Regions from separate parts of the Macaca mulatta genome. Here region 1 is linked to region 2. The links are chromatin contacts, called in public Hi-C maps. All regions are on one chromosome and are shown on one strand. Each heading gives the region's core, a stretch centred on a gene start, on an enhancer-like site or on the middle of the called end of the contact. The rest is flanking DNA. Distances are from core to core; before and after follow the strand shown. Region 1 holds the start of TMEM165 (transmembrane protein 165). Region 2 holds the start of CLOCK (clock circadian regulator).

Region 1 (5,452 bases), core at 552-3,051, 150 kb before region 2:
TATAACCAATCCAGCTGTTTTGGTCCCTCAATTATGTTTTCTGTAAGTCACTTTATTTTTTCCGACCACTCGGCAGGACTGGAGCCTCTCTGAACTTACTTTGGTTTGGGGTCTTTTTGATTTGCAAATCATTCTTTGGGTTCTTTGCTTGATTAAACGCTGTTAATTTGCCTAAGGTTTTTCTTTTAACACACCCCCAAACTGTGTGGTGGCATCCTACTTACACAATAATAGAAGCATGCATAAAGCTATAACATGAAGGAACAAGTGACAAATTCTGTAAGGGCAGGTGTTAGGGAAAACTTCTGAGAGTGGAGGCCTGAATAGGGTTTGGAAGTATGAGTAGGAGTTTACAAGGGGAACTGCGGACAGAGCAACATGGACGGAGACCGGAAGCGCACACCTGTAATCCCAACACTTTGAGAGAAGGTGGGCGCATCACCTGAGGTCGGGAGTTCGAGACCAGCCTGACCAACATGGAGAAACCTCATCTCTACTAAAAATACAAAATTAGCCGGGCATGGTGGACCATGCCTGTAATCCCAGCTACTCGGGAAGCTGAGGCAGGAGAATCGTTTGTACCTGGGAGGCGGAGGTTGCAGGGAGGCGGAGGTTGCAGTGAGCTGAGATGGCGCCATTGCACTCCATCCTGGACAACAAGAGTGAAACTCCGTCTCAAAAACAAAAACAACCCGAAAAACAAAACAAAAAAACATAGACGGAAATTTTACTATCCTATGACAAACACGGTATCTTCGGTGAACTCAAAGTAGGTTCGCCCACTTTCCCACAGATTGTTTTGGTAAATTAATTTTTTGTTTCAGTTGGTGATAAACTTCCTTAGCTCTTTACTGAGTACAGGTTTACTGTATGTAAATATGTGTAATATTAGATTAGTGCCTGGCACATGGTTAGCACTACCGATTTTTATTAGGGACTCGGTCTCAGTCAAACTTATGGTAGCTCACTTTTCTTTTGGGAAGACGTAAAAATACTCTCAAGCCTAACCAACCATCCTTTCCTGTCTTCTAGTCTTGCTCACCCAAAGCTCCATCCTGCAAAAGTCTTAAACAGTCCATTTCAAAAGCCCAGCATTTTTAAAGGGTCTAAGGAGTAACACAAAACAAGATGCACCCAAAACGTCAAGGCCATACTGGACGAGGGCAACGTTAGCCATTTTTGGTCTGGGATAATTATAGGCAGTATCTTAAAACAAGGCTTGAAAAATGTCATGTTATTTCCAAATCCCATTTCAGAACTTAAAAAAAAAAAATAGCGTTTTGAGCTCCTAAGAACGTTTTTGGCGGTAGGTGGGCGCATGGAGGGGTGGCACAGACGCTCGGCAAGGGAGAGCGGAACAGAGCTGGGCGTGGCGGTGCCTGCGAGCCAGCGCCACGTAACCAGAGGCGCTCGCGCTAATTTGACCTCTAAGAGAGACTAAGCGCAGGGAACAGCGGGTGCGGACATGACGGCGGAAGGCTCAGGACGAAGCAGACGCGAAGAGCCCCGCAGTCCTGGGACTGTGGGGCAGAGAAAGGAGGGCCGGGACGCGGCGCGGGTAGGATGCGAGCAGAGGAAGGACACGCGGTGCCGGGTACCTGCCGGGAGCGCCGGGTCCAATGGGAGGAGGGCGCGCGCCGCTCCTCAACCTGGCCGAGGACGTCACGACGCCGAGGCGGACGCCGGGCCAATGGGAGGCCGTCGCGGGCAGGGACGGGGCCGAGAGGAGCCTGGGCTGGGTCGCGCGGAGTCGGTTGGTTGACTCCAGTGTAGCCGCCGCCTGAGAGGACTGGGGCCTGCCCCTCACTTTACTCCCGCCGCTTGCACTTCCCGGATGGTGCTGACTGCTCTCTAAGCGGCGGCGGCGGCGGCGAGTCGTGAGGACGCGCCGCGGAGGCTGTTCGGGGTCGAGGCTTCCTGTCGCCGCACTTCCTCTTGCGGTGCCCGTGCGCGGCCGGCCCGGCGGGCGGGATGGCGGCCGCGGCCCCAGGGAACGGCCGCGCATCGGCGCCCCAGCTGCTTCTGCTCTTTCTGGTTCCACTGCTGTGGGCCCCGGCTGCGGTCCGGGCCGGCCCGGATGAAGACCTTAGCCACCGGAACAAAGTATCGCCGGCGCTTGCCCAGCAGCTGCAGCAGCAGCAGCAGCCGGTGGCCGTGCAGGGCCCCGAGCCGGCCCGGGTCGAGGTGAGCGGGCCGGGCCGGGGCGGCGGGGGATGGGGCGGGCGAGGCTGCGGGGCCGGCTGCGCCGGGTACCAGGCTCCAGGCCTCTGAGAGCGCCGCCCTCCGCCGCCTCTGCTGGGGGAGGGGAGCCCGGCCCCTGCTCCCGGGGTGGAGGGCGGTCGGCTGCGCTGTTTTCCGGTGAGGCCTGGTCCTGCCCGCTCCTTTAGGGAAAGGGAGAGGGAGAGTCCAAGAGGAGCCCGCTGTAAACGTTGATCTCCGGAGGACCAAGGTGCTGCTCAGGGATGGGCGTTTTATTGATCAGATGTGTCTTAGAGTAGCTGGAAAGACTCATCCCTACCAAAAAGTTTTTAACAGATGGCTGCTAGGAGGCTTTTTGTATTCCCTGAGGATCATCACATCGGCCATTTCATTGTTGAAATAGCTTATCCCAAACTGCTTACCCAAATTCAACTTGGCACTGCCTGTGCTTCTTACCAAATAAATATGGATTATGAACCATGACTCTCACTTTTTTAAAACGTGCTTTGGCTAGCAGGAAGTACCCTTTAGGAACGCAGAGGAATTGGTCTCCGGCAGTACAGCGTCCTGCAGCGGTGTGGGATGTCAAAACTACATTTATAAGTAAAACAGAATCCTGTATTTTGTCCTTCACTGAATAGATACTATAAATTAACTTTTTAATCTGTTAATAGAATCAGTCCTTAGTCACTTGGCAGCGTTTTAACATTTCTTCTCTCTCCCAGTCGTGGGCTTTCGCGTCATTTCCAGTATCTGCTCCCTGAATCCTGGCCAGTGTGGCACTCAAACCCCCACTCCCACCCAGGCCATCTCCACGTAACTAATCTTCCCAAACGTTGAATTCTGCCATCTTGTCAGAAGTCTTCGGTGAGTTGCCTGCACTCATTTCAGTCCAGCCTTTTTAGGAGAGTGATGTTCAGGTTTCTCCTGATCTGGCTCCAGCTCACCTCCAGGCTTTTTGGCCACCGCTTTCTTGGCTCATACGCTAAAGGGATGTGCTCATCTGCAAAAAAGAATGTGCTTCAAGAACCCTTTGGGACAGGCCTTGTGCTCTCTTGCCAGTTTCTCCCTAACAGAAGACCTTTTCAAAGAAAAAGACCTAGAGTTTGAAGCCACAAATCAATTCTTCCCACCTTGGAGAACCAGCAGATACCTACTCTCTGTGAAGCCTTCCCTAAAATTTCTTGGTTAAGAGTGATTTATCTCTGACCTTTCCTTTCATTTCCTTTCCTCCCTCCTCTCTCCTCTCTCCTTTTCTCCTTTTCTCCTTTCCGTTCCTTTTTCCTTTCCGTTCCTTTCATTTCTTCTTTCCTTTCCGTTCTTTTCTCCTTTCCGTTCCTTTCTCCTTTCTGTTCCTTTTTTCTTTCCGTTCTGTTCCTTTCGTTTTCCTTTTCCTTTTCCTTTTCCTTTGTTGAGACAGGGTCTTGCTCTGTCGCCCAGGCTGGAGTGCAGTGGCGCCATCTTGGCTCACTGCAAACTCTAATTGATCCTCCCACCTCAGCCTCCTGAGTGGCTGGGACTGCAGGCGTGTGCTAACACGCCCGGCTAATTTTTATTTTTTTTTTTTAAGAGAGGAGGTCTCACTGTGTTGCCGTGTCTGGTCTCAAACTCCTGGGCTTAAGCGCTTCTCCGGCCTTGGCCTCCCAAGTGCTGGTGAGCTCTCACACCGGTGCATTGTTTTTGTGTTTCATGTTTTCATTACATGTTACTTTCTTAGGCTTTTCCAGTTTTCTGTTGTTTTTCTGTGTAAGACCATAGGATAGAAATTTCTGAGAGACTGATCTTGGTTTCACTAAGCAAGAACATTTGTAAGAATCAGTGCTGTCCCGGATGTAGTAATCGATATTGAGAAATAATGAAGTTCCCCTTACTGGAAGTGCTCAGGAAGAAGTTGAATAACTGCTTATGAGGAGATTCTGGTGTGAGAGGGAAGCTGGGAGCTAAAGTTACTGGGAAGTGAAGATTTTGTGAGCCGATTTCATCCTCACAGCAGCCCGTTAAACAGGCAGAGGAGGTGCCGTTTCCCGTTTATGGATGGAGAAACCTAGGTTTGGAAGGAGTAATGGTTTAATATCACAGCTAGTTTTCAGCAGAACCAGAGTTAGAATCTGGACTTCTATGCCTTACTAAGTTTTATTAGCATTCATTGTGTCTTAACTTTCTCTTTTGACTTATTTAATTCATTAATGGATTTTAATGGTTTATTTGGATTGTATGCTGGTGTAGTTCTTTGATCTTGAGCTTAGCTTTCTCTTTCTCCTTTTTTGGGGAGCTTTATTGTGTATATTGTGGCACGTTTACACACACATCTTGCTGCCTTGGGTTCTTGCAAGTTGTGTACATGTTTTTATCTGCCCCTGCTAGCTTTTGGGTGTCTTGAGAGCACGACTCTGGCTTACTCATCTTTGTCTATTCCAGAGGACCTTGTCTGTTGGCATTTATTAAGAAATTTTCAAAGGCTGGGTAGAAGTATTTGCATGTCAAGTTTGTATCAGCTTTTAAATACCTTTATGGAAAAACTGGCTGTAAAATAAACTCAACCAGGAAAAAAAAACAACAACCCTATTTTTAAGTGTCTATCCAACATTTTTTTTTTCTTTAAGTTGCAAAGGGATCCACCAGATGGAATTACGAAAATTCAGCTTTTATTGTCTGCTGGATATGATGTGATTTTGTAACCATTATTGGATTGGTGTTGGTTTAGACAATTTAGTGTTAGCTGACTATATGGTTAATTCTGGGACTCCTGTAAAGTTTTTTTTTTTTTTTTTTTTAAAGAGAGAAGATCAAAAGCACTGAACTCATGAGTAATAAATAACCCATGATAACAGAGAGGTATAATGGAGTGATGTCAGAGGTGTACAAGAAGTGTGAATCATTTAACATGTGAAGCCAGGGTCTTTAGTCCACTTGCGGGGGGCAAAGTAGTGAGTGGGCTTCTCCATCTTTTTCCCTCTACCTGCCCTGCTGCCCCCAGGCATATGCTTAGAAGTGGGGCTCCCATTTACACTGCCCTGCTTGTCTCTCCTGGGCTCCGCTGACCCTGCTTGACATGTCCACTCCAGGAACGGAACTGAAATGCTGATACATGAACTTTACTCTTAGTGTTCATCTTTTAGCCCTGTCATTTACCCCAGTATCACATTATTTTAAAACAATCACTATTTTGGATTAATTGTGTGAGTGAGAGAGAGATTATGAATACGTAACTTTGCAGGTATTTTGTTGACGTTTTAGTCATATTGGGATTTTT
Region 2 (4,996 bases), core at 2,022-4,521:
TTCACCAGGGTTCATGTTTGATTTCCTCAAAAGAAAGAAAAGTTTCCCAATCTGAAAAGCAAACCAACCTGGACAATCAAGTTTACTAGCACTTAAAGGGAATGTTCACCTACTCCTCACACTTGTTCGTCATGAAACTTTGGGATTAAGTAAAATTTTATCCACTTATGACTCCTGAAAAAAAGAGGAAGGGGAAACACAAACTACACTCTGAAAGCAGCATAATCTAGCCATAATGCCAAATGTAAACAATTATACATTTTAGCAAGGCAAAATATAACTAAACATCTTTAAAAGATAAATGCCTGTGACCTCTGCAATCTTAAAAATTAAAGTGTAAATAGTCATAAAATGTATCCCAAACTTTCTTTTTAGTTGATTTTCCTAAAAAATATTAAAAGCAATCATATTGAAAATGACTTAAATCACCATAAATTAGGCAACAAAAATCACATAAATTATTTGGGAGAGGGAATTTTTGTTTAACCCAGTTTATGAGTCCACAATATACACAAAAATTTGAAAACATGAAGACATACACATAATACATCTCATTTCCCACCATTCCCTCAGACACTATTTCTCACCCTCCTCTATTACTACTAGTTTTCTAAATCCTCCCAGAATTTCTTTATATAAAGAGCAAACATAAATTTGTATTATTATACCTCGCCCTTAAGACATAACACGCTATTCACAATGTACTACTTAGACCTTGCTTTTTTCACTTCGTAACAAATTTTTGTGATCTTTCCCTGTTAGTACGCAGAAAGCTTCCTTATTCTTTTTTCATAACTGATTATGCCTAGCTTTAGAACATTTTCAGTCTGCTTTCTCCAGGCTAACCTTTTTTAAAATTCTTTTTATTATTATTACACTTTAAGTTCTAGGGTACATATGCACAACCTGCAGGTTTGTTACATATGTATACATGTGCCATGTCGGTGTGCTGCACCCATTAACTCATCATTTACATTAGGTATTTCTCCTAATGCTACAGGCTAACCTTTTAAGACATTCTGTTCAGCCAACTACTTAACACCGGAATTAATTTCCTTCCCCCAAGATTTGAAAACCAACCAGATTTGCGATGTCCCCAAGGGATACGTTTCAGAGAAAGCAACTCATTATCTAAATTACATCCTTTTAAGAATGTTTATTTTCAAACAGGTAGAGAGGAATATTGCACAATTTTCTCCTCTAATCGCTTAAAGCTACAAATCAGAATGCAATCTTCAAAGTAAAATTACCTTTCATTTGGGGGGTTCAGCGTTATAGTCAAATCAACAACGACTGTAAAAGTTTCTTTACTTCTTGTGCTTTTCTTCCACTGCAATTTTTTTTTTTTAATTTTTTAAAGAAGACTAGAAAGCCTTAAAGTCTAATAGCATGGCATTCTAATAGCAGGAAACCACAACCCGATTTGATCTTTCATCTGCCAGGTCAGAGACTGAGGCTTTTATCTTGCAGAATTAGGCTCACCTACCGTCAACAAGAGGACTTCTACAAAGCGACAAACACTTTCAAAGAATATAAACTCTGCGGCGCTGCGTGTAGGAAATTACACTCCAAGGGCCAGAGCCAACTCCAGAAAACCCGGCTTCACTGGCGAAAACCAATCTACAAACGCCAGCGGGGGTGACCGGGAACGGGAAGCGCGGGTGGAGGAAAAAAGAGAAACCGAGCGCCTCGCCGCCAACCCTCGAACCCGCGCGCGGTCGCCGGAGTCAGACACTAAGAGCCGCGCGCTGCCCAGGGACGGAACCCCGGAACCACGACCACTTACGGAACCAGCCCGCGAGCGGCAACGGCGGCCGCTCGGACTGCGGACCGCGGCACGCGGGCCGGGCGCCGGGAGGGCGGGGGTTCCCCGGAGGAGCTGGCCGCCCCGGCGCCCCATTGGGCGCTGCTCCAAACGTGCCCGAGTGGTGACAGGAATAAAGTGGGTCACAAGGCCTAGCGGGTCCCCAGCGAAAGCGCTCTCGGCACCCAGTCCCCGGCTTTCCCCGCCTCCCAGTTGCTGGAATCAGCAGCAGCTCCGGGCGCCCTCAAGCCACCTGGCCCCGCCGTGCACCCCACTCCCGCCCCTGCCCCGCAGGTAACCCCAGCTGCCCCAGAGGGCCTCTCAGGCAGGGCAGGCCTCCGCCCCAAGTCCAGGGAAAAGACACACTAGAACAAGACGCCAAACTTGGGCTTCAGCTCCCGCCTTCCCCACCCTTGGCCGCCGCCCCCCGGCCCCACACACGCCGCCCCCCGCTCCCTCCCCTTCCCCGCGCCCTCACCGTGTGGCTTGCGGCGGCTCCGGCTTCTTCCCTCCCCCACCCAGGTCTCCCGCTGCGATGGCTTGGAACCACTACTCTGCCCGTGTCCAGGAGGCGCCGCGGCTCCCACCTCCAGCAGCACCTGGGGCTGAGAGTGGCGCCCCCCACCCACCCCCCCAAAAATTCGCCGCTACTGTGGCCAGCTCCTCCTCCCCCTCCCTTCCCTTCCCTTCCTCCACCGACCGGAGCGCGCATGCGCCGCCGAGGAAGCCAACCGGTGGACGGCAGGCCCTGGGCCCACCCGGCGGGCGCCACTCACCGGTAGCGCTCACGGCGGCGGCCAGATTTCCTTCGCGCTCTCGCTCTCCGGGGTTTCCTTTTTTAAAACGGCAGCCGCAAGCCGAGTCAGTGATTGCGCTCCCTCCCGGCGCATGCGTCGTCAGCTACCCCGCGGGCTCCGACGGCCGGCGGAGGCTCTGCGCTCGCCCCTCCCCTCACTCTCCCTTTTCCCGGCGCGGCTCGGTGCGCATGCGACTTGCCTAGTTAGGCAGCACGGAGCCGCGCCAGGGATCCCGGACGCCCGAAAAGATTCCTGCTCCCTTGGGCCGAAACCTGGCTCTGCAGGCGCCCAGTTCCCTGCCCCGGCCGGGAAGGGCGCCGGTTACTAGAAAGCCGGGGAGGCGGGGCCTGGTCGGGTGGAGGGCGCGGCCGGCCGGCGGAGCCTAGCCTTAGGTCCTGGAGGCTCTTTGGCTTTCCCCCCGTGTGCCGGGGGCGAGGAGGAGGAGGAAGAGCTTCCTGCCGGATGAGGGATCCGGAGGCCAGAAAGGGAACCCGCTCTCCCTTCCAAAGCAAAACACTGCAGACGCCAGGTTAGATTTTTCGGGTGTTGGCAGGAGACTTTTTCCCCCAGTGGCATCACTCGCGTTTCCTCTCCTGGTGCTGGGAGTGAAGAGTTGAAGAGGCGCCTGGACCGCCAGTGACATCCTCTCCCATCTGGAGGAGCGAGGCTTGGGTTGCTTCTTATTGGTGGATGGGTTTGGGGAGACAGGGCATGCGCCTTCGGCCGGAGGAGGGAAGCGAAAGGACGTCGGGATTTATTTGCTCATTTGGAGATTTTCCCCCGGCCTTTAATAAAAACCAAGTGACAGTATGATGGAAGATGGGGAATGAAGCATCAGAAATAAACCAGGACCCTAATTTGCATGGATTTCCTTGTTGCAACAACGTGTGACTACTACGTATCTTCGGGAAATGACTTCCCTTGATGCGTTAAGGCACTCTTGGTCCACAGGGGAAAGCACATTTCAGTGCTTCTACTGGAGAAGAGATCTTTACAATCTTAATTCCTAGTAATTCCTATGTTTTAATGAATATCATTTGGATTTGAAATAAAAAGCCATCTTCTTGTTTCAAAAAATACACTTTACTTTTTTGGCTGTAAAATCCTCCCTTTAAAGTAACATTCACCTCAGTAAACATTTTCAGTTCTTGCTGTATGCTCCGGGCAAAAGAACATCAAACTGAATCACTTATTCAGATACTTGATCCTTCACCTAAGGATTTTTCTTTCAGGAGTGGGAAAACATGATTTGTTAATTGACCCCATCATATAACAGAAGATATTTTGGTCGACATTTTTGCCTGTTCAGCATTCATTCCCTATTCTGATAATTTCCTTTGAAGAACTATCATTTATCCACTCTCAGTCCACATGGTCTGAGCAGGACACAGGGGGAAAGCATATTTGAGTTTAATCCTCTGTTGCAAACTAAGTTCCTAAGAAAGGTTTTACCTCTTTACCAGTGGGTTTAAATCTGGGAGAATGGAAACCTGGAGCCGTCTTTCCACACGTGAATTCTGAGAAAGAAAGCAACATGGAAAATAAGCAGATTTGAAGACAAGAGGTTTGGCCTAAACACATGTTTGAGGCCCTGAAACAAATGTGGACTAGATTCCTCTGGAAATTTCATTAAACCAGTCAGTAAATTCTTGCATCTGTTTTATTGCTTAAACCAGTGAGAGGTTTTCTTTCACATGCAATCAAGAGTCCCGACTGACAAGAGGTAGGTAGGAAGACAGGAGGCAAAGTTAATAATACTGATAAGTTAGGTTGCAGCCAGACAAGAGAGGGTTTGAATGCTTTCCCTAGGATGGATTTTTGAATTTTATTCTAGAGACACTGATCCCTCCTTATAGTCCCCGTCATCTAGAATGTATTATCTTCAAAAATACCTTTGCCCTTTTTACTGATTTCATTGTCCTCTCAGTCACCAAGATCAAACCATGTCCATCTTTGACTCCTCTCTCTCTCATTGTATTTAATTATTTACCAAGACCTGTTGATAATCCCCCGTTTTTCTGCTCAGTCCTCTCTCGCTGCTTGAACATTTCCCATGGTTCAGTTTACAGCTTCTCCTTTCTCCCAGATTCTCTCCAAGAAAAGAAAAAATGTACTACATGTGTTTTTTTTGTTTTGAGATAGAGTCTTGCTCTATTGCCCATCTGGAGTACAGTGGCATGATCTCAGCTCACTGCAACCTCTGCCTCCCAGGTTCAAGCAATTCTTCTGCCTCAGCCTTCCAAGTAGCTGTGATTACAGACTCCCACCACCACGCCCAGCTAATTTTTGTATTTTTAGTAGAGATAGGGTGCCACCATGTTGGCCAGGCTGGTCTTGAACTCCTGGCCTCAAGTGATCCACCCGCCTCAGCCACCAAAAGTGCTGGGATTACAGG

Evidence for each region. Hi-C and Micro-C count contacts between places; a contact is called where the count stands out from the background.
Region 1: a Hi-C map of liver shows a contact between it and region 2, with 5 times the contacts expected there. The contact joins the promoter of TMEM165 here to the promoter of CLOCK in region 2. A contact is called at or near these places in 2 of 14 Hi-C or Micro-C datasets (fetal cortex germinal zone and liver).

The regions. Positions count from the first base shown.
Region 1 is chr5:78,099,249-78,104,700 of T2T-MMU8v2.0, reverse strand. It overlaps TMEM165 (transmembrane protein 165), which reads left to right and starts at 1,801. Exons shown (of 6, transcript NM_001266322.1): 1 at 1,801-2,184. The coding sequence starts at 1,972.
Region 2 is chr5:77,947,602-77,952,597 of T2T-MMU8v2.0, reverse strand. It overlaps CLOCK (clock circadian regulator), which reads right to left and starts at 3,271. Exons shown (of 23, transcript XM_002804105.4): 1 at 2,581-3,271.